2 separate regions of the Gossypium hirsutum genome follow, and region 1 is linked to region 2. A link is a contact called in public Hi-C data. All regions are on one chromosome and are shown on one strand. Each heading gives the region's core, a stretch centred on a gene start, on an enhancer-like site or on the middle of the called end of the contact. The rest is flanking DNA. Distances are from core to core; before and after follow the strand shown.

What was found. Hi-C and Micro-C count contacts between places; a contact is called where the count stands out from the background.
Region 1: a contact with region 2 is called in a Hi-C map of leaf, with 6 times the contacts expected there. The contact joins the promoter of LOC107921005 here to the enhancer-like site in region 2. A contact is called at or near these places in 10 of 34 Hi-C or Micro-C datasets (anther, callus, leaf and 1 more).

The regions. Positions count from the first base shown.
Region 1 is chrA08:21,162,883-21,169,864 of Gossypium_hirsutum_v2.1, reverse strand. It overlaps LOC107921005 (putative cyclin-B3-1), which reads left to right and starts at 4,816. Exons shown (of 23, transcript XM_041074595.1): 1 at 4,816-4,981; 2 at 5,144-5,177; 3 at 5,265-5,316; 4 at 5,425-5,482; 5 at 5,569-5,617; 6 at 5,720-5,813; 7 at 5,904-5,933; 8 at 6,478-6,535. The coding sequence starts at 4,961.
Region 2 is chrA08:20,788,102-20,795,754 of Gossypium_hirsutum_v2.1, reverse strand. No RefSeq gene overlaps it. Among protein-coding and RNA genes, the nearest start is that of LOC107945572, 90 kb to the right of the region's middle. Within about 2 kb of position 2,189, at least 1 of the 9 cell types and tissues checked has an H3K27ac peak or open chromatin away from gene starts, as enhancers often do. A contact at or near this core is called in leaf, where this site is marked.

The DNA.
Region 1 (6,982 bases), core at 3,567-6,066, 370 kb before region 2:
TTAATCGGAATAGTGGTTTTGTGACCACAAATCTGAGATAGAAATAATTATTTTACAATGATTTTGATGTTTATGATATGATTGCATGATTGTGTGAAAATTTCGTGATGAAATTCTATGCCTAAAGTGCTTAAATTGAAAGTAGGGACTAAATCGAATAAGTTGCAAAACTTGCATTCTAGAAGTTTTTAGTATGAAATTGTTTTGGAATATTAATGAGGAGGTCTTAAATAGCAATTTGACCAATTTTAAGTTCATGGACAAAATTAGGACATGGAAGGAATTTTTGGAAAGTTTAGTAGTAAGGGTATTTTGGTCATTTAGTTATTAAAATGAATTAAAAACAAAATTAAAAGCCAACTTTTGTCCATCTTCTTCATTAGGCCGAAATTTCAAGGGTTCTCCATAGCTAGGGTTTGTTTCAAGCTTCTAAGCTCCATAGTAAGTGATTCCAAGCCCCGTTTTTAATGTTCTTTATGTTTTTGGAATCTCGGAAGCTCGATTAAGCTTATGCTAGCAATAATTCAACCTAGGGTTTATATTTGGAAAAATACCCATAGGTGAAATTTGTGTATTTTGATGTTTTATGATAGAATATGGGGTTTTAAATTATGTTAGACAACTTGTGCTACTCGGTTTTTAGTGAAAACGAGTAAAAGGGCTTCATCGGCAAAAATACCTAATAGTCACAAGTATATGTTAGAGAGAGAATTTGATGTTGCCATAAAACAGAAAAGTGATCAGCATGTTATAAAACATAAGAATAAGGAATAAAGTTTAATTCCCGAGCCTAGGGGCAAAAGTGTAATTATGCAAAAGTTTAGGGGCAAAAGTGTAATTTTTTTAAAAGTTCGTATTAAATGCTGTTTTGATAAATGTATGTATTAAATAAGATTAATTTGGTATTATAGATCAAGAAAAACGAGATTCAAGTCGTGATCGAGGAAAAGAAAAGATTGTGGACTAAATTGCAAAATCTTTATATTTTGGTACCAAGGTAAGTTCATGTGTAAATAATGTAGCATAAATGTTATTTTTAAGTTATTAATGTTAATTACATGATACGCTGATTTTTAATCATGAAATATTATGCTTTGTGGTTAATGTTGAGTAATATGCAAATTATGTTTACTACTTGATAAATATGAATTGCTACCGAGTATCGGTTCCGATATTCCATGAAAGATGACAAATGTGAGATCGAGGGAAAAAGCCCGTTTGAACCTTAGGAATAGATTAGGATACAAGTGACATGTCACTAGGATGGTTGAGCATCCGAGCTCGTTGAGTTGAGTCCGAGTTCACTTATGGATGCAAATGTCCGAACTCGTTGAGTTGAGTCCGAGTTCGTGAGATGTAACTAGGCATCCGAACTCATTGAGTTGAGTCCGAGTTCATTTATGGATGCGAACGCCCGAGCTCGTTGAGTTGAGTCCGAGTTCACTTAGGGCGGGTTACTTGATTTCTTGATTACATATGTGGCACTTATGTGCAAATTATCCATGTATCCGAGTTATATTCCGATGTGTTCAACGGGTGAAATTTCTAGTTTAATGGAAGAGCACTTAAGATATAAGTGACGTTTTGGGTAAGTGTTGTGAAATGGACACTTTGGACAGGTATGTTCTTAACCCTCGGGTTGAAAATAGATACAACAACGATAAGGTGGTAAGATGATGAATGATGTTTAAAGATGTGATATATGTTTTGGTGGTACCATGCTAAAGTTGTTTGGTATATTTGTATTGTTATGTTACTTGTTATTTACATATGAACTTACTAAGCATTTATGCTTACTCCTTCCTTTTCATTCACTGTAGTTTTGAACAAGCCGGCTTAGGAATCGGGACAAGTCGAAAGTTCGATCACACTATCCAAAGGACTTTTATCTTGGTAAATGGCTTGTACAACTACTTAAGTATGGCATGTATAGCAATATACCTATTTTGTGTAAATAATTTTATGATATGGCCATGTTTGGTTGAGAAAATGTTTGATATTGATAAGTCATGGTGATGGCTAATTTAGATCATGTTTGATATCATGGAAGTTTAACAGGTTATCTAGTTCATAAAAATTCATGGAAAGATGAAACTTGCCTTAAAACAGAATATTGCTGCAGCAATGACATAAATTTGAAAAATCACTAAAAATAGTATAAATATAACTAAATGATGAGTAAGTTATGAAATTGAAGCTTAATGAGTCTATTTTCATATGGATTGAACAAAACAGGAATATAAATTATATTTTATGAGATATTTAAACTTTTGCGAAACAGGGCCAGAGTGATTTCTGGATCCCCTGTTCTGACTTTAAAAATTCATAATAAATTTTACTAAAATAATTAGAAGTTGTTATTTATATGTACAGATTCCTTATTGAGTCTAGTTTTAATGGAAACAAATCTCATAGTCGTTGAAATTTTGTATAGAGATATATCTGATTCGTAATACACAGAGGTCAGAGTAGTCGAACCCTAAAATAGGGGATACTTTAATTAATAAACTGTACTAATTGGCCCAATAAAAAATTCTAGAAAAAAATTAGTAAATAGATATATGAGTCTAGATTCAGGGAAAATTTACGGATCTTGATTTCGAGTTTCGTAACTCGAGATATGATTTTTCTTGTAACTGTGGCGCGAGTAGCTAGAAAGCTGTGAATGTAGAAACAAATGATTTGAAGTTCTTAAATTGATAAATTATGTTTGGTAACCCCTCAAGCTCGACTCCGGTGATGGTTTCGGGCGTGGGGGCGTTACATGATCTAATAGTGGTTCGATTTGTTTTCCTCTCGCACTTTGGTTTGAAGTTTCGTGTTGATTTTGAGAAATTCATGGCGATCTACTCCAACAAAAAAAGAGAGGAGGAAAAGGAGGAGGGGAGCACTTTGGTATTGTCGACGGGTGGAAAAAAACCACTGAACATGATGGATGTTAAAGCTCAACTAAAAATTTAGGCCCATTAACTAGGCCCGGGCCAAGCCCAGTCCAAAAAATGAGCCTAAAATTTTGCCCAAGCCTGACCCGAATAAAAATGCTAAAACTCGGGCCCGACCCAGTCCACTCGTATTAATTTTTATATAATTTGTAAATATATATAATACATCAACAATACTAAAAACATCAAAATAAATTTTTCTCAAAAAATTGAAAATATATTTTAAAAAATATGTAAACTTAAATAATTCTAAGATAAATGCAATTGAACAAGCAAATGCCTCTAAAATAATAACAAAATTAACAAATGCCTTTAAAATAATAACAAAATTAACAATAACATAAGTTTTATACAATATCCAAACAATAACAACAAAATAGTAGCAACGTAATAGTAAAATGGTAGCAAAATAATGAGAAAACAACAAGAAAATAACATTTAAAAACAAAAAAAAGAGCAAATTTTTTTCCTTTAGTTAATCGGGAAGCCAGGCCAAATATGCTTTACTTGAGGCCCGACCCATTTTTTAAATGAACCTTATTTTTTTTGTTTAAGCCCATTTTTCGGGCCTATATTTTAGCTCAAACCCTCCCACATTTCGAGCGGACATTCGGGCTATGCCAGATGGCCCGACCTATGATCAGGTCTAATGAAAGTGTATAACAACTAATGCTTTTAATTACTTTTAGCCATAAATGCAAAATCCTTAAATTTGATAATTAATGATCCAATTCTTTCTTCCATCCTCTCTATTGTTAAAATATAAATTTAAGATCAATACCCCACATTTAAAAAGAAAAATTCAATATTACACGTTCATTGATTAATGTGTTATTAGTTTTTTTTATGAAAGTAAAATAATGGATTTTTTTATAATTTTCTTATTTAATGATTATATATATTTATTTATTTATTTTTGGTATAAAAAGATTTGAAATAATGATTTTAAGTCCTTTTAACTCCCTTACTAAAGCGTCACATCTCGTCATACCATTGGTCAATACGCTATGTTTGATTAGGTATAAATTGATAAGTGAAATAAAACTTCAAGTGCAAAAAGTGAACATTTTAAAAACATAGATACTAAGTTAGAACAAACCCTAAAATAAAAAGGTTATTCATGTCATTTTCCCTTCTACAAAGGCATTCTTCTCAATCTAGGTGAGTTCTTAAATGTTCTTGGCATAATAGTAATAATAATATGATGGAAAGCTACAATGATGATGATCCATGAAGCGAAAAACAAAAATTACGCTATTGATTATCTTTTGCTTTTGAAATGAAGATTATAAATGAAAACACAAGTAGAAAAAAAACTAAAATTTACTTTATTTATCAAAAAGGTGAAAACAAAAAAGTAATCATACAATGGAAAAGTCCTGCAACTGAATAATGAGATTTTAAGAATTTTTTTTTAGAATTTTTAATATTTTTTGCATAATTAAAATTAATAATTTTATAATTTTTAAAAATAAATTATGAATTTTAAACTCTATTTAATTTTTTTTTTGCATTTATCATGAAAAGAATTATTAAAAGTACCAAATTGATGTTTTAGTTATAGATGAGTGACCCAAAAACAAAAGAAATTACTAATAATTGTGTGACTAAGGATATAGCTTACCTGAATATATTTGAGGAATAGTAGCTTACTGACCCAGGTTGATGCCTTTTAACAAATTAACAAAAGGTGGCTTAAATAACTAAATTTAAATAATTAAGTGACTAAATTATAACTTTTCATAATTAAGTAATTATGAGTATCATTTATTCAGAAGAAAAAGGTTGGCCCGGAAGCATTAAAAAATCCTCATTTGAACTTGAGCCCAGCCCGCCAGATCTTGTATAAACAGAATCACATCACATGGGCCTAAATGATCTCAAATTTTGAAACAATTTGAAAGACAAAAGAGAGGAAAGAGAGGCGGGATACACCACTTTTCAATTCAACATAAGCAAACGGTTAACTTTTCTTTCTTCCTCTCAGAAGAAAAACAAGTCAAGAAAGATCCATCAAAATGGCATCTCTCAAGCTCAAGGTATTTTTTCCCCTTCTTTTTCATTAAGAATAATGCTTCTTAATTCATAAGGAAAATTGTGCTGTTTCTCATTATCTTTTTAATAATTATTTTTCCCCTTTAAATTTGAGTTAGGGTTTCAGTTTTTATTTATTTATCAGTATATTCTCTCATTTTTTCCAGGGGAAAACAGGAGATCAACTTAGCTCCAGTCGTTGTAATTCTATCTATTCCTATTTTCTATATTCAGTAATTATATATATTCTTTTAGATTCGTTATATTCTTTTCTTATTTGTGTAAAAGGTTTGAAAATTTATTCCCAAAATGAAAATCCAAAAATTGAAGCATCTACCATGTAAGTTTGCTGCCCTTGCTTCGATTAGAGCATCGTCTGATTTTTTTTTAAATAAAGAATAATTTGATAGTTTGACGAACTGGTTTTCTTTTACATTTTCTTTTTTAGGACGAAACCAGTAGTAGGTAGCAAAGCAGCCGTTTTAACTACTGCAATCGATTCAAAGGTTATTACCTTTTTTTTATTGATTCTCATAATAAAGCATTATTTATTTATTTATATTCATGTTTAACTTCCAAATGTAATTTAAAGGGCTCTTTGAAGAACATGACCAAGATTAAAGGCAAGCGCGATAGTTCTGGTAAGCTTCAGCTGCATCTGCAACAAATTTGTCATAATCAGTATCTCCATTCTATGCCATTGAGAGCTTTTTTTTACAGTTCTTTATACGCTCACTTTTCAGAAAATAAAATAGTTCAAAGAAAGGCACTGTCAGATCTTAGCAACCTTACTTCTTTTGTTTCTTCCACGAAAGTTTATGATGGCTCTAAATCAATGTGAGTGCCACAGTTATAATGCTTTTGAATTGTTAGCTCTTTCTGGAAATGGCCTAACTAGTTGTCATTGCTGCCCTTTTTGTAACGCAGGAAGAATGAGAGAAGTGCCTTGTTGGAACGGTATGAAATCTAATTGTTGTCATTGTGTCTTATTTGGCTGTGGATATGATGCATTGCCAAGATTTGAGGACACAATAGACCCTTATCAATTTCGCCCATTGATTTTTTTTTTTGGGGGGGGGTTATGAATAAATTTATGGAAATTTTGTTCAGTGCCAATCTTTCTTCTTCTTTGTCTTTCTTCTTTATCTTTTTTTTTTTTTAAAGAAAAATTTCTAATTTTTAGTCTAGACATGTTTCAACTTTGAACTAGTGTACTTTTTGTGCCTAATTGTCGCTTTGTGTTTGATTCTGTTTCTGTCTATGACCTATTTTATCAATAACATTTCAATGACATGCATTAACTTCCCCTCCCTGACTGTCCCTGTCTGTCTCTGCTTTGTTATTGAATGAAGAAAGTGCTCCATTTATCCAAAATGAACATGGGGCCAAATTTTACAAAATTCTACTGAAGAAGATGATAGCCCTAGATGGATATTTGTATGTTAATTCGTTTATTGTTTTTTAGACTATAGTTCAAATATGTGAAGTAATTTATTTGCAGGGTTTCAGTGGCTTCGGCTGCAAAAACTGCTAATGTCTCATCCAGGAGATCTTTCAAGGTACAAGTACTAGATTAAAAGTTCAAAGCTCTTTTTTACTTTTTCTCCTGCCCCTACAGCCCCTCAAACATACAAGTCATTTAAAGTGTGAAAACTAATAACTAAGATCTTGGTAAATCAGTTCTGGAACTATCCTAATTCCTAGTCCTAATGGCATGTGTACTGTTGATATCATATTTATGTTATATCACCAAAGTAGTAAGGTAGAAGTGATACTCTGATTGTCATGAACAATCAATCATTAGAAATTGTTGATTGGGAATAACCAATGAAAAGTTGTATGATGTAACATTTATTGTAGTGTTGAGTTTAAACTTTAGTAAGTTCTTGGCTGAAGTTTAGGACTTTCAAACTGCTAAATTTGAGTGTTTTATCCATATTTATGGCATCTTAATTTCACTTGATAATACAGACCACAATTACTGAAAGAAATTCATTATGTAGTTT
Region 2 (7,653 bases), core at 940-3,439:
ACATTTTTAAAGAATGATTGATAAGGAGCGTTTTTAATAGAAATCAAGAAACAATGATCAAAAAATAAAGAAATTTTGGAAAAAATGAGAATTTGTAAAAAAAATATTATTTTTTTAAATTTTAAATAAAAAATATATTTAAGAAAAAACTCTAATAATACGTCATTTAGAATGGCTTCATCAATAAGAAAACATTTTTATAGTTTTAAAATTAAAAAAAAACCAATTACACTAACACATTGGAAAATGGTGATGCTAAACTCCTTAACTCCACCAAAAAATAATTATTTTTTTAAGGCCTTTCTACTTGTTCAGAAATAGCAATATTTTCTTGGTATTTATACAAGCAGCGTCATTCTATATGGCTCCACCAAAAAAATAATTTTTTATTAGGTTTGCTGACGTGATATACTGGTGGCATCAAATTCTTTGGCTCTACTAATTTTTACTGTAAATTTCAGATCATTTATATATAATAATAATAATAAAAATAGGTCATTTTTATAATTAATAAAAAATTTAAGGTAATTTTTATAAAATAAAAAAATTGCTACAGTAAAAAGGATGGTGTGAGGAGCAAACGCCATTATGCAGAATTTTGGACAGGAATCTTTGCCAATTCGAAACAAAGAGTATCTATTTGGGCAGAAATTCTATTCCCCACAGGACTACACAAGCATGGGAAAAATCCCAAACACCCGATCCCCAAAATAAACCCTCTAAAAAAAAACTTAAACCCCCAAATTAATAGTAAAAAATTAATAAAACATTTTGATTAGTTTGAATTCTGGAATGACTTGTTAGTAAGGTAAAAATAGAAATATTATGAGTTAACATAATGTTTTAAATATTTATATTAGTATAATTTATATTATTACTATTTATGAAATTTTAAATAATATATTTAATAGTTATGTTATAGTGTGATAAATGTTTTAATTTGAATGTTAGTATTGTGATATTTGATTCACAATATTAAAATAATTTTAATAATGTTATTTATAAATTAAATTATTTAGATTATTTTAAATAATTATCCATGTTTTTGTGGTGTTCAGGCTTGGAATATCAAACCATTGTAAGTAACTTGACATGATTTTTTTTTTTTAACATTACGTATGAGTTGTTAATTAAATATTTTTTTAAACATTTATGTGAACGTATTATGATGATTAATTTACATGCAAGCGTAGTTAATAGTTATCAAATTAATGACATATATGTTAGTGATAATGGTTCTGACTTATTGTACTTCATTATGAGTTAGGACTCAAAAGTAAGAAGAAGCGAGGCAGTTAATTAATTGTAGAATGAACCTAACAACCCATGTGTTGTTGCAGACATAATTTTTGTAAATCGGATGATGCAGAAATTTATTTTTATGTGTTATCCTAGTGTTAGACTACAAATACTGAAATGTAATATTTTAAAGGAAATATTTATTTATGTTATATAGATTATGACGATTTGTAACGAGGCATTATAAGGAGAATGCTTGGTACAAAATGTTGATTAAATATTTCTTTTTACTAGTATTGCATGGGAAGGTGCAAAGTAAATTGCCAAATTGTTACGAGTAATCATTTCTACAAACTCATTTGGGAAACCCCGTGAATTCCTTGGATGAACAATTTTGTCATTAAAAATTTACCAAAATATTTCATAGATTCTAAATTAGTGCAGGTTAAAAAGGTGAAGGCCCAAGATCTTTTACAAGGGGTTTAGGGTTTGTAATATAAAGAAATGTAAAACCTTTTATTCGAAAATGTTAATTAAATAATTTGTTTCATCTATTTTTTTTTTATTTTATAGTTATAAAGTTTAGTAATTATTCATTCCATAATCTTGACATATTGCAATTGAAATTGACGTTTTTTTAAAAAAATTGAATGTGAATTTTGATTGAGTTCATATTGCATTGTAATTATTTATCCACTGACCACAGAGGCATCAAAATTGTTTGTGATAATGTAAACAATTTGAAATTGATTTAATTCATTTGTACAGTTCTAGGGAAGCCTCAATATGAGTAATCGATTCATGGTTTATGTATATTACAACTAGGAAATTCATACGACAGACCATGGCACAGTTTTTGAATCAAACAACAAACTTGCACTGAGGTTCAGTAATAATGCTAACCGTGCAGCCCAAATTTTGCCCACTACCCCAACAAACCAAGCCCAACTAAACAACCCAATTATATCAGCCCAAACCTTAAAAACCAAAACCCAATGCCTAATTCTAGCCCAGTTAGCCTAATACCCAAAATTAGAAAAAAAATAAATAAACAAACCTTAGGTGCGCCGCACGTAAGGTCTTCTGACTATCCGCAGTCTACAGCACCGCCCTTATCACATTCACCGCCCATTTATCTGCAAAAAGAACAGAGCAATCAATTAAAGAGCAAGTTGTAAAGAAAATATGGCTATAAAGAGCCATATTAAAACCGAATGTAATTAGTTTTTTTTTTCTAGAATCAAAACAAGAAATAAAAGATTTTCAAAAACAAAGCAAAGATCGAATATCAAAGAGAAAGAATAAACAAAAAGACAAAATCAAATCAGAAAAAATAAAAGGTGATTCTATCTTTTTATTTTATTTTATTATTATTATTATTTTTGTTTCAAATCTATTTCTTTTTTTTATTTATTTATGTATATATATATATAGAATAAAAATAAAAAGAGGGAAACGAGGCTTACCCTTAAAATCCCCGAAAAACGCTAACTTTTTTGGTTCTGGCGGTGGAGATGTTGGCTGACGGCGGTGGAGATGTCAGAGTCGGCTGGACTTGGAGAGAGGGGGGGAGAGTGTTTTGAGAGGTTTTTATGAAAGTTTTTTTTTAGAAGAAGAGTAGAATGAATTTTTTGTAAAAAAATTGATTTATAAAGCTTATCAAAACAATGTCGTTTTGATTTAAAACACCATGTGCAAAATGGTGTCATTTTGGCCGACCCGCGCCTTGACCTGACCCAGAGCTAGGATCCGCTTGTTTTTGAGAAAATAGTTTATTTGCGCTTTTAGCCCTTCCGCTTTTCTATTGTTTTACAATCAAGTTTCTTTTATTTTTTAATTTTGCCCTATAATTTATTTTGACCTTCAATTTGGTCCCTCTTGGTGCTGTGCGTTTTGGGAGGGAGGGGTATTGCCCATTTTGGTCCTCCTTTGTTATTTGCGCGTCCAAATTGGTTCTTTCCTTTTTATTTTTATTTTGAATACACCCCGAACTTCTATTTTAAGTTCACTTTAGTCCTTTTTAGTTATTTTTACTATTTTCTTATTATTATTTATTATTATTATGATCATTATTATTATTATTATTTTATATATATTATTATTTATATTATTGTTATTATTATTGTTCCTTTTACTATTATTATTTATTATCAATATTATTATTATTATTATTATTATCATCATCTTATTATATTACTATTATCATTTTTATAATTACTGTTACTATTATTTTTTATTACTATTATTTAGCATATTATTATTACTATTATTATTACCATCATCATCATCATCATCATTATTATTATTGTTGTTTTCATTATTAGTGTCATTTTTATTTTGTCATATTTTATATTTTTATTTACTTATTTATTTGTTTATTTTATTTTTCTTATTTATTTGTTTAAGTTTTTTTAATAATTTTTGTTTTACTTGTTTATTTATTTCTATTTTTATATTATTAGCCTTGTTTTTATTTCATTTTCATATAATTGCACATATTTTTATTATCGGCATTGTCGCACCTATTATTATGTTATTACATGTATTAGCACTGTAATTTGCTTTTATATGTCACTATAAATCATGTCATATTTTTACTTGATACATTAAAACGTTGTTTCAAATAAGCAATATTTCGTATTTTGAGATTCGAAAAGTCATTCCCTAACTCACGGGGTTTTGATTTTCTCGATAAATCTGAACATATGAATGTTTTAAAATTTTTTAAACAACTTCGATATTAAGGAAAAATTGTATTCTAACTTACGGAGTATGGTTTCTTTCTAAAAACCAAGAAAATCAAATATCTTTCAAAATAAATAAATTTTTTGGCGTTTATTCGCATATCGAGAATTTAAGACATTGTGTCCTAACTTATGGGATATAATCTTTTTTCTCGATTAACGTGAAATAACTATTTTTTCTCAAAATTTTTTTAATTAAACAATATTTTAACGAAGGATATTTTTTTTAAAATCTCTTCAAAGTAATCAAATTTTTCGACACCAAGACATTAATTAATCAACTAGGTACCAATTTTGGGCGTTACGAGGGTGCTAATTCTTCCTCGTGCGTAACCGACTCCCGAACCTGTTTTTTGGATTTTGTAGACCAAAAATCATCGTTTTAATAAATTTAAATTTTGTTAAAACGACTGAATTACTAGGTGATCCGATCACACCTAAATAAAAAGGATTGGTGGCAACTCCCACGTTTGTTTTCATTTTCAAAATCAAGTCGACCCCGTTTTTAAAAAAAATGGTTTTGACAGCTTGGTGACTCCACTGGGGACTAAAAAAAGAGTCAAGCCACGAGTTGATTAATTTTTGTCCTTTTGTCGAAAACTGAAAACTTGATTTAAATGTACGATCATTTCGTTGCATTTCATCTGTCTTTGTTACGATCTTCATCATTATGGTTTATAATTGTTGTGTTGGTTTAAATTTTGGTATCTTTTTGCACATTGCATTGCATGATCGGTTGATTTTACCCTTTTAAGTGGAAGTGAGAAACTATTCCCTCATGAGGTTTTCACCTCTGTGTAGGATAGTGGATCGCTTTTGGGATACATCCATACCTATGTCTTCGTGAGATTTTCATCTCTATGCAGCCATAGGGAAATGTATTCCCCTGAACTGAACTCGGTCTATATGAGCCTATAATGGGTGAGGATCGAGGAATCTGCTAGTTCAGGTACCTTTATTTTAGAACCGAACCGCATATAGTGAGCCGTAGGAACCCGCCTTAGGTAGAACTACATCAAACCCTAGTGGTTACCCGAGCAGGTGCTATATTTATTATTCCTTGCTTGTTTTAAACTGTGTATGAGATACTGACTTGCTTTGTTTTATTTTGATTGTATTTGCATGGCATTTTCATCACAAAAGGTGTTGATTCACATCCAGTTGCTAAATAGATAACTTATCATGAAAAAGGGGTTTCTTGATAAAGTGGAGGATAATGCGGCCGTCTGGATACGGGCTGAGACAACACAGTAAGAGAAATGTGATAGTCTTACCGAGGGGTATGTGTCAGAATTGTGGGATTTCACTCGGATCAGTGTAACCTAAAATAATCTCTAAGAGATGAAAGAAATTTGGGGTTAATGGGATGACGAGATCAAACAGCTATTCTATTGTCATTATGGTGATTTACCCTATCTGCTTGATATCAAGGTAGACGAGCACCTATTTCGAGCCCTCGCCCAGTATTAGAATTCTGCTTATAGTTGCTTCACTTTCAGGAAAATAGATTTGGTACCTACTATAGAAGAGTACACGGTCTTGCTCCATTGCCCGAAGATTTAAGTTGACAAAGCTTATTCCAGAGCTGCCAACGTCCCAACATTCTCAAAAAAGTTGATGAACATCGCGGAAATGAGCCAACAGTGGGTTACAGCCCGGATCAAGCAAAAAGGAGATTGTAAGTGCATCCCCTGGAGGAATTTGAGGGATTTAATCCTGCGCATGCTGATATGAAGAAGAGGGTTGATGTTTTCACTTTGAGCATTTATGGACTGGTTATCTTCCCTAAGGCTTTGGGGCACATAGATGAGGCGGTTTCCGATCTATTTGACAGGCTTAGTAAAAGGGTTACACCCGTACCTACGATTTTGGCTGAAACTTTCAGATCATTGAATGCTTGTCAAAGAGCGGGCAAAGAGAGATTCATCGGATGCGCACAACTCTTACTAGCTTGGTTCCAAAGCCATTTTTAGAAAGTGGAAAAGGTCTCGTAACGTATCTTCTCCGAAAACTACTATCCACTAAAAGAGTTAGTGGCTACGTCGAGACGGGATGATATTACAGAGGAAAAGTGGATGACGATTTTTCAAAATCTGCAAGAGGAAGACATCGAATGGAGAGCCTCGTGGATGGTCCTTGACGAGATATTATATCGATGTGGAGATTTTGATTGGGTTTCTCTGCTTGGGATATGAGGAGCCGTCGGGTATGCTCCTCTACTCGTGTTAAGACAGTATAGATCAAGACAATTTATGCCACCAACACACGGGTTAGCTCAGTGCGAGTTCGTATACAAGGGAGATAATTACAAAAAGAAAGTTCGTGAGATATCGAATGCTTGGAACCAAACTTGTAGAATGAAAAGGTTTGTTGCTAATCCAATGACTACCCCTGAGTATGACTGGTGGTGGGGTCAGAGGATCAACGACAACATCCCTACGTCAGATCAAGAAAACACTCGATCAATGGAAGAACACTTGAAGGTTATCCCATCTGAGCTAGAGATAATCAAACAAAATTTCGAGAGAAAGAGTTTAGAGCTAGAAAAAAGGATCGAGCAATTGGAGAAAGAAAAAATACAGTTGGGGCTAGATGTCGATGTCCAGAAACTAGAAGCTATAAAATTGAGAAAAGGAAAAAAAAAGGCTGAAGACGATTTGGACAGTTTGAAAACAAACTACAAGAAACTGCGAAGGTCAATGAGAACCGCTGGGCTATGAAAAATGTCAGAACAATAGCGGCAGGAAATTAAAGAGGAAAAAAGTAGAACCAGTCAATGAGAAGAAAAATTTTGAGATGCTCAAGCTCGAGAAGATACTCTAAAAAGGAGTTTGGTAGAAAGCCAAAATGAGAAGGAGGGATTAAAGATTCGGGTGTCAGAGTTAGAAAGTTCATTGTATCAGTATCGAATTCGTAACTCTGCAATCGAGTTGAAGGCTGGTATGAGCAAAATTGAAGAGTTAAAAGGGAAGATAGAAGAACTTGAAACCACGCTGCAAAACCGTGAACCTCAGAATGAACTCTTTGAGGTAAATAACGAATGGTGGAAAGAGCAGCTTCATCAATCGCAAGATCAAGTCAGGAACAGGGATTACATCATGGGTGAAGCTTTGACTCAAGTGCGAGAAGTGGCTGATCACTTACAAACATTAGTAGTCTAGGCCGATGTATTAAGTTTAAAATATGAGTCAGAATCAGACTAAGGCCGAGAGCTAGCTCGACTTCTTAGGCAGGTCAAGACTTTAGGTGTCAAGGCAAGGCCTTATATGTAATCCATTTTATGTAAAGAAATTTGTTTTCTGGAAAAGTTACTCTAATGAAATCGAATAAGAATTAACGCCTTTTACATTTATTGCATTCATGCATTTGCATTCCATCACATTATATGCATTACTTTTCACAAAAAGACCCTAATTAAAAAAAATCATCATAGTAATCTGGAAACCGATGAAAATCAACCAAGTACGCATCCTTACGGTACACGAAGAAAAGCTAAAGCGATGGATAAAAGACTAGAAAAGTTGGAACAAATGTAGAAGGAGATGCAAGAATAGATATAAGCACAAATGCAAGAGCAATTGGCTAAAATCCAGTAGGATATGAAGGACCAAATGCTGGAATCACAAAAGAACATGATGAATCAACTAACACAACTGCTGACTAGTAGACG